2 separate regions of the Mus musculus genome follow, and region 1 is linked to region 2. The links are chromatin contacts, called in public promoter capture Hi-C maps. All regions are on one chromosome and are shown on one strand. Each heading gives the region's core, a stretch centred on a gene start, on an enhancer-like site or on the middle of the called end of the contact. The rest is flanking DNA. Distances are from core to core; before and after follow the strand shown. Region 1 overlaps Rufy3 (RUN and FYVE domain containing 3). Region 2 overlaps Stap1 (signal transducing adaptor family member 1).

Region 1 (4,307 bases), core at 994-3,493, 2.6 Mb after region 2:
GAACATATTAATGTTAATACTAAAGTTAATTACAAACCTATAAATGAAGTTGAAACCTTTGGAATGATTAATACTGCTATGGCTGATAGATAAAAAAGAATCCATTTATATGGCAGAGTATTCAATTGTTTGTTCATAAGCACTGATATGTTTATGATTTAATAAACTGATGTCCGTGTTCATAAATTGTGCTTTTTGAAGTGTTTGAAACTGATCCTCAGTGAGTTTTAACTTGGCATTAAGGCCAACAGAACTAAAATAATGACTTGTCTGACTTATCTTCTTACTGTCTTTGTTTCCTGTTTATCCATTTTCTCATTACCCTTCCAACTCATTTTTATTTTTATTTTATTAAGTGAAAAAGATTTGGTGAAACAGGCAAAGACCTTAAATAGTGCAGCAAATAAACTGATCCCAAAGCACCATTAAACGTTTTGCAGTTGGTCACCTCACGAATCTGATGTTACAGATTGACTCTAAAAGGAAGAAATCTGAAATTCCTACATTTAAGCTCTGATTCTATATAAAATATCACCAAAAGTTGACCTTGAATTTGTTGGACTTAAAGAAACAATAGGTGGATACATAGGTCGGGTGTTGTTGTTGTGGTTGCTGCTGTTTTTCCCCTCCCGCACCCCCAGAGTTAGAATTTTGGTATGGATTCCTCGTTAAATACCAAATAAACTTTGAGAAATATTTCTGAGTTGAACAGTAAATCAAAAGACCGTTTCTAGGAAGCCTGGGGGACGGAAGCACTGTCTGTGTGCTTGCGAGAAATAGTTCTGTGTAGGAGGGCCTCCGTCCACACCAGCGAGCCTGTTCTCCGAAGTGTAATGGTGTACAGGTGTCACCTGGTGACCCGGGACTCTTCTAAAGTAGCTCTGTCTCTTAGGCCATGAGCCCTCTTCTCTTGACTTCTGTAGGTTTAATCAACCCCCAGCCCAAGATAAGGGTTTAGTATTTCATTACAGTTCTGTTTTCAGTAACCAAGATTGCTTGCAGGTTATTTCTGCCTTAGTGATGTTGGAATAGAAGAAAAACAGCATCCTTACATTTCTTTAGAACGTAGAAACAAAGTAGTGATTAGGTAGCTCTTAACATCACAGAGTGGAAGCTTGAGAAACCCCTCTTAACACCGCCATCTTCTACCTCTGCCCTTCTCCGACATCCCACTTACTACTTAGGTAGCTCAGAGAGAACGTCAATAGAAATCCGACGTTCACATCTGCCCTGCAGTCCTGCTGGAATCCCTGAGGCCACAGTGGAGTCCTGCCTGTTGTCTTCACCTACAGCACTTGCCCAAGAGCTTTGATCACTTTTTCTGTAATGAGAATTTGCTAAATGTTCTGGGAAACTAATCTAGTTAATAAAATTAAAAAAAAATTCCAAATGAGAAATAAATAATACACTGGCATTATTGTTTAATATCAAAATAAAGATCCTCAATAGCCACGAGCAATACGAGCAGGGCCTTTTCTAAGTGACCACAGATGCAACCCTTTCTAGGCTCTACACTGTAAATAATTCTATAAATACTTTGATTTTAAAAAAGAACTATTTTTGATTTGGGGAGGCAGGCTTTTATATACATGAGCCTTTACTCCGTCCAACGATACTCGCACGATGCCCATGTAGCATAGCCTGTGCTAAGAGAGAGGCAAAGGGACCCCTCTGCTTCCAGCTCTTCAAAATCTTTACCTTCTTGGCAAACCAGAATTAAGAGAGCACCAGAGTTCGTGGGTTTCTATAGGTCCTCACCAGGCCCGAGTTAGAGCCAACTTCATGGAGGGTCCCGTGGCCCTGAACTCATTTGAATTCTTACAATTTTGCACCTGCATAAATAAAGCGCCTACTGCATTCTGCCGTTCATCAGCCTTTAACGGTGATGAGTCGCTTTTCACCTGAGCATCTAAAAAGAAGAATCAAATCAATCAAAGTTAGACTAAACATAGCATGCCTCTAAATTCTACTATAGAGAGCCTCAAATATTTCACCTTCTAAAACATGATTCTTTATAGGTGCAAAGTTATAAGACATTTAGAAGAAAGCATCCATGAGAATCTTCCAGAGAACATGGTCAGGAGTCTTAGGAACCCCAGTGCTGAGTTGTTTGCTTGGTCACATACCACCTGGTAGGAATGGAAAGGAAGGAGACAGCCAGACGTTCACAGAGTGTCCTTGTGGAGGTGAAGCCTGGGTAAGGTTGCTACAGCATGTCCTCCGGCTTCCTGCCGCACAGGGAGACTCAGGAAACGGTGGTAACCCCCCGGGAGAGGGAGCTGCTCCTGCGTGCTCCTGCTGTATGTAGAAGACAGAGTGTTAGGAAGGAAGCCGGTGGCTTCAGCGTCAATTACTCTGTACCTGAGGGTGGCTCTGGGTATGGATTTCCAAAAGTGATGTCTTGTTGTTGATCATCTAATGGCTGTAAACTGTAGTACTAGAATAAAAACAAAACAAAAAAATAGAAAATCAGCTTCTCTTCTGCCTGCTTCACCTTCATCTTGTTTTTCTTTAGAATTTGTTTCTTCTCCATCTTTTTCCCCTTCATCATTTATTTCTTCCTGTGTCCTGCATTGTCCACCTCTGTCTCACCGTACCTTCCTCCTTGGGTTGTTTTACTTTGTGTTTGTGAATTTGGTCTTCCTCCCCACCGTGGCTTTTGTTTTTTATCACAAGTTCATGTGGCTCACATCCAGATTGCGCCAGGCTGAGCGAGGCCGCCAGTCTGCTGAGCTGGACAACCGGCTCTTCAAACAGGACTTTGGAGACAAGATCAACAGTCTGCAGCTGGAAGTGGAGGCGCTCACCAGGCAGCGGTGAGAGGGGCAGCTTGGCCAGCAGGGTGCTGTGGTGGGTACAGCAAGGAGGGAGTCAGGTCTGGAGCTAGCTTGGCTTGGTCTTGCCAGTGTCCTTTATGAACAGTAGGAACTCAGAAAGCTTCACGGGTCTGAACAGTTCCAAAATCTACTCAGCAATCCCTGTGATTGAATAATTAGGAACTGGCTGCGGACCTGCTGATACAGGCTTAAAATGTCACTGAGACAGGAGGAGCCTGAAGCCTCTTGTCTTCAAAAACTGAATTAAAAAGAGGATTAAAGAGCAAGTTCCCAAATAGATAGTAACTAATGTCTAATACGATGTTAATGATAATGGTTAATGTTGTCTACATTCCTATAGTGGGTTGTGCACTTTTCAGAACACTTCACACACGTTAATGTCCTAACGTCGGTCCTTTTAATAGGTTATGTTATTGCTCCTACTTTCAGATAGAATGACAGCTTAGTGGGGTACAGTGTATCGTGGTTCACATTTTAAGCTAGTATATGACTACACTGTTCCTTTTAAACCCCGTTTCTCTGACTAACCCTAAGTACTCTCATGGGCCATCTCACAAGTCATGACTGACCAAGGACAGCGAGGGCTCCCAAGGCTTGGGCGTGGGCTGTGTGGAACTGAGCCCATGCCTGGAGACCAGCCAGATAACGTGATGTCTTACTAAAACTCAAAACGCTCTTCCTCGCTTGCAGGCAGCTTGTTTTCACCCAGGAAACTGCAACTCCTTGTTAGGAGTTACTGTAAGAGTTGCCCTACTGACCCGGGTGCTCCTACCATGCGTTCTGAATTGCCACAAAAGGAGTAAGCTGCCTTTACATGTTAGGGCATCAGTAGTCCTACTGTGCTCCACTGTCTTCCAGCTCAGTTGTCCATATGTTTCTGGGAATTCCTCAGGCATTAAAACTCAATTGCTGAACTTTAAAGGGCAAGGTTTGGCATTCTTTAGAATATATGACTACAGAAATCAGAATTTTCATTCTCTCCTCTCCCATCTCACCAGGACTCAGCTGGAGTTAGAACTGAAACAAGAAAAGGAGAGGAAGTCACAAAACAGGGGCACCCCAGGGAAGGGGGCCCAGAAGCCAGAGCTGCGCATGGTAACGTGTGTTCCCCGCTCGCTTGCTTTATTCCACTTACATTCTGTGAGCCGCTTGATGGGTCCGCCAGGTCTTTCGCGGCCCACTGCTTAACTGCTCTACCGACTGCAGACAGCAAAGCAGGCTGGGGTGGGAGGACAGTGGGATCCTGAGCTCACCTCTAAGGTGATCTTGCTCAGGTTGGAAAAGTGACTCCTTTCCTCTGCTGTTTAGTAAAACTATTATGGCATTGTAATAAGCATGTATTTCTTGGAGTCCTAATACATGAATGAACATATGCAAGGAGGTCCTTTGAGGAAGAGAAGAAACTAGAGTTACAGAAGGGAATGGCATGTAGAATGGTTAAAGAAGAGAATAAAACTTTATACTCAGTCT
Region 2 (3,739 bases), core at 384-2,883:
GAGAGAGAGGGGGGGGGTTAGCTAAATTGAAAATTGAAAGTGAAGTTTTCTACTCACATGGATTCTCTTGAATGTTACCTGATGAATGTTCATTCTCCTCTGGTGGCCAAATTATAAACCAGACATGGCTGTCCGCAAATACTGACTAGCTAGCTAAGGTCACAGGTAGAAAACTGTTGTATCATACTTCCCCAGAAAGCACAGGTTGTTCCCAACTAAATTTTGAGATGTGAATGCAATTCACAAGACTTTACATGGATAATGGAATTCAAAACACATTTCTACATGGATAATGGAATTCAAAACACATTTCTAGAGAACAACGAAACTAACATGAAGAGCAATATCAACATGTTTAAATATGAATGGATGGCTAGAAATGGAGTGAACCCCCAGCAGTGTAAACCTGCTCACCTCAAACCCACGTTCTCAGAATAATGTGGGGCTTTTCCAAGTTAACTTGTAGGAAAATAAGGTATCTCCTGGCGATACTAAACTTCTTGGGCATTACAAAGGTATGTGAGTTTAGAATGAGAAATGAGAGATTAGCTGTGTGTTGGTGGCAAATACCTGGTCTACAGAGCAGAACAGCCAGGGCTACACAGAGAGACCCTGTCTTGAAAAACCAAAAAAATTAAAAGGGAGAAAGAGAGAAAGAAAGAAAGAAAGAAAGAAAGAAAGAAAGAAAGGAAGGAAGGAAGGAAGGAAGGAAGGAAGGAAGGAAGAAAGAAAAAAATTGAGAGATTGGTTGCTACTTAGCTCACAGTAAAAAGTATGTTTACTTTTACCTAAGACCAGATCAACTATGATCTCAGCTAGGCATGTTGGTAACACACCTTTAATCCCAGCACCTGGTCAATCTCTGTGAGTTTGATTACTGATCTGATGTACAGAGTGAGTTCTAGGACAGCCAGGACCACATAGAGGGACGGTATGGAAAGAAAACATACAAAACAAAACAAAATAACCTAAATAAACCAACCAACCAACCAGTTAACCAACCAACCAGTCCACCAAACAATCAGCCCACCAACCAGCTCATCAACCAACCAGTTCTGCAAACAACCAAGCAAACCTCTGTGCAGGTTCTAGTTGATATAGGGGCAGTACTGTAATGCCCAAGTTAGACTGGAATCTTCTTATTGTTCTGTCCATTTGTCTTTGAGAATGGATACTAAGTCACTACAACTCCTTGTGGCCAACAAGGTCCTCTATACTAAAGCCAGTATGCTATTTGGTTGCAGCTTTAGTTTGCCTACTGTTTTAACTGGTTTCAGTTGACAGTTCCTCAGCATGTGTCACTTCTACCTGGGCAAGTGATTAGACTGCACGAAGTCTTAGAGAGAGAAAAGAAAAGAAGGATTGAGACAGATCAGCTGCCTCTTATGCCTCCGGAGAAAGAGAAGGAGCCAGTACAAGACTATGCGGATGTACTGAACCCACTGCCTGAGTAAGTGCATAGTTGACTCGTTTATTCATTCAGTTAAGACTAATTGCTAGTTACCAGGTAGCACTACCTACCTGAACGTGTTGCCAGCAGGGATGCTAAATATCTTGGGGACCAATTGTGAGCCCTGCCACACTTCCTCTCTTATGTCATGATCAACGTTGTGTGCATTTGAACTAACTCTTACCACAGAGGAAATCCCCTTCCACCCACACATGTAGACTAAATAGATCTCCTTCCGGAGCTCAAACCTAAATTAAAGTTGCTATGAAGAAGGAAGGAAATGGCATAGATATGTGAGACTCTATAACTGGATGATTTATCATCATGTATACCAAATATTTTTAAATTCTTAGAATATTGTATTCAGTTGGTTGATCAGTGAGCATTGAACTTGCCTTCTGAGGAAAGCTTTGTGTAAAGCATTTTTTAAAAGGTACTAGGACAGTACCTGGATTCTGAAGCATCCTATACGTCTTCTTTCTTGAGGAACATATTATGGGCCTTCTCCTTTGGGGATTTTGATGCTCTTGCCATTAAAACACATCCTGGTTTTTTTCATGACATTATGTTCAGATGCCTAGTCCACTGGAACCTGCTAATCAATGCTGCCAGCTCAAACTAGACAGGGGATCAATTCATAAAATAAAAGTCACATGGACTGTTTCTTTTTCTTTTGTTCCAAGAAGAATATAATATGTCTATTGCAGATAAATAAAGAGAAGATTAAAATTAATTCTTGTCGCTACACTCAAAGATAGTTGCTGATAACACTTTGGATATATTATATACTCTGTCAAAATTTTCTATGATGATTACATTTCACTGAATATAACATGCATTATAAAACAGGGGACAGTGGTGGCACATGCCTTTAATCCCAGCACTTGGAGGCAGAGGCAGGCAGATTTCTTTTTTTTTGGGGGGGGGGCATTTTCAAGACAGGGTTTCTCTGTGTAGCCCTGGCTGTCCTGGAACTCATTCTGTAGACCAGGCTGGCCTCGAACTCAGAAATCTGCCTGCCTCTGCCTCCCGAGTGCTGGGATTAAAGGCGTGCATCACTAGCATCACTATGCCCAGCGGTAGACGGATTTCTGAGTTCGAGACCAGCCTGGTCTACAAAGTGAGTTCCAGGACAGCCAGGGCTACACAGAGAAACCCTGTCTCGAAAAGACAAAAAAAAAAAAAAAGGGAAGTTTTTATTTATTTATTTATTTAGATATTTTATTTATATACATTTCAAATGCTATCCCGAAAGTTCCCTATACCCTCCCTCTGCCCTGCTCCCCACCAACCCACTCCCTCTTCTTGGCCCTGGCATTCCCCTGTACTGGGCATATAAAGTTTGCAATACCAAGGGGCCTCTCTTCCCAAATGATGGCCAATTAGGCCATCTTCCGCTACATATACAGCTAGAATATATGAGCTCTGGGGGTACTGGTTAGTTCATATTGTTGTCCCACCTATAGGGTTGCAGACCCCTTCAGCTCCTTGGGTACTTTCTCTAGCTTCTCCATTGGGGGCCCTGTGTTCCATCCTATAGATGACTATGAGCATCCACTTCTGTATTTGCCAGGCACTGGCATAGCCTCACACAAGACAGCTATAACAGGGTCCTTTCAGCAAAATCTTTCTGGAATATGCAATAGTGTCTGGGTTTGGTGGCTGATTATGGGATGGATCCCCGGGTGGGATATTCTCTGGATAGTCCATCCTTTTGTCTTAGCTCCAAACTTTGTCTCTGTAACTCCTTTCATGGGTATTTTGTTCCCTTTCCTAAGGAGGAATGAAGTATCCACCCATTGGTCTTCCCTCTTCTTGATTTTCTTGTGTTTTGCAAATTGTATCTTGGGTGTTTTATGTTTCTGGGCTAATATCCACTTATCAATGAGTGCATACCTAATGACTTCTTTTGTGATTGGGTTACCTCACTAAGGATGATATCCTCCAGATACATTCATTTGTCCAAGAATTTCATAAATCCATTCTTTATAATAGCTGAGTAATACTAAAACAGGAAGTTTTAATTCTTTAATTTTATGTCTAAAAATACTATGGGTGACATTTTAACACAAGTTATAAATGAAGCATGCCTTTAATCCCAGCACTCGGGAGGCATAGGCAGGAGCAGGTAGGTCTCTGATTTCAAAGCCAGTTTGGTCTGAAGAGTAAGTACAATTGGGGCTATATGGCTATACAAAGAAACTTAATCTCAAAATATCAAATGAAGAAACAAAACCCTACAAACAACAAATTATGCCAAATAGAGTCAGTTCAGACACAGTCTTACTG

What was found. Promoter capture Hi-C pulls out the DNA fragments that hold promoters and counts their contacts.
Region 1: a promoter capture Hi-C map of pre-B cells shows a contact between it and region 2, with 2.6 times the contacts expected there. The contact joins two enhancer-like sites. A contact is called at or near these places in 2 of 39 promoter capture datasets (cranial neural crest and pre-B cells).

Annotation. Positions count from the first base shown.
Region 1 is chr5:88,640,233-88,644,539 of GRCm38.p6, forward strand. Rufy3 (RUN and FYVE domain containing 3) reads left to right here. Exons shown (of 18, transcript NM_001289774.1): 13 at 2,697-2,816; 14 at 3,836-3,932. Among named protein-coding and RNA genes, the nearest start is that of Grsf1, 34 kb to the right of the region's middle. Within about 2 kb of position 2,244, at least 22 of the 459 cell types and tissues checked have an H3K27ac peak or open chromatin away from gene starts, as enhancers often do. A contact at or near this core is called in pre-B cells, where this site is marked.
Region 2 is chr5:86,085,373-86,089,111 of GRCm38.p6, forward strand. It overlaps Stap1 (signal transducing adaptor family member 1), which reads left to right. Exons shown (of 9, transcript NM_019992.4): 5 at 1,278-1,450. Among named protein-coding and RNA genes, the nearest start is that of Gm24524, 7.5 kb to the left of the region's middle. Within about 2 kb of position 1,634, at least 77 of the 459 cell types and tissues checked have an H3K27ac peak or open chromatin away from gene starts, as enhancers often do. A contact at or near this core is called in pre-B cells, where this site is marked.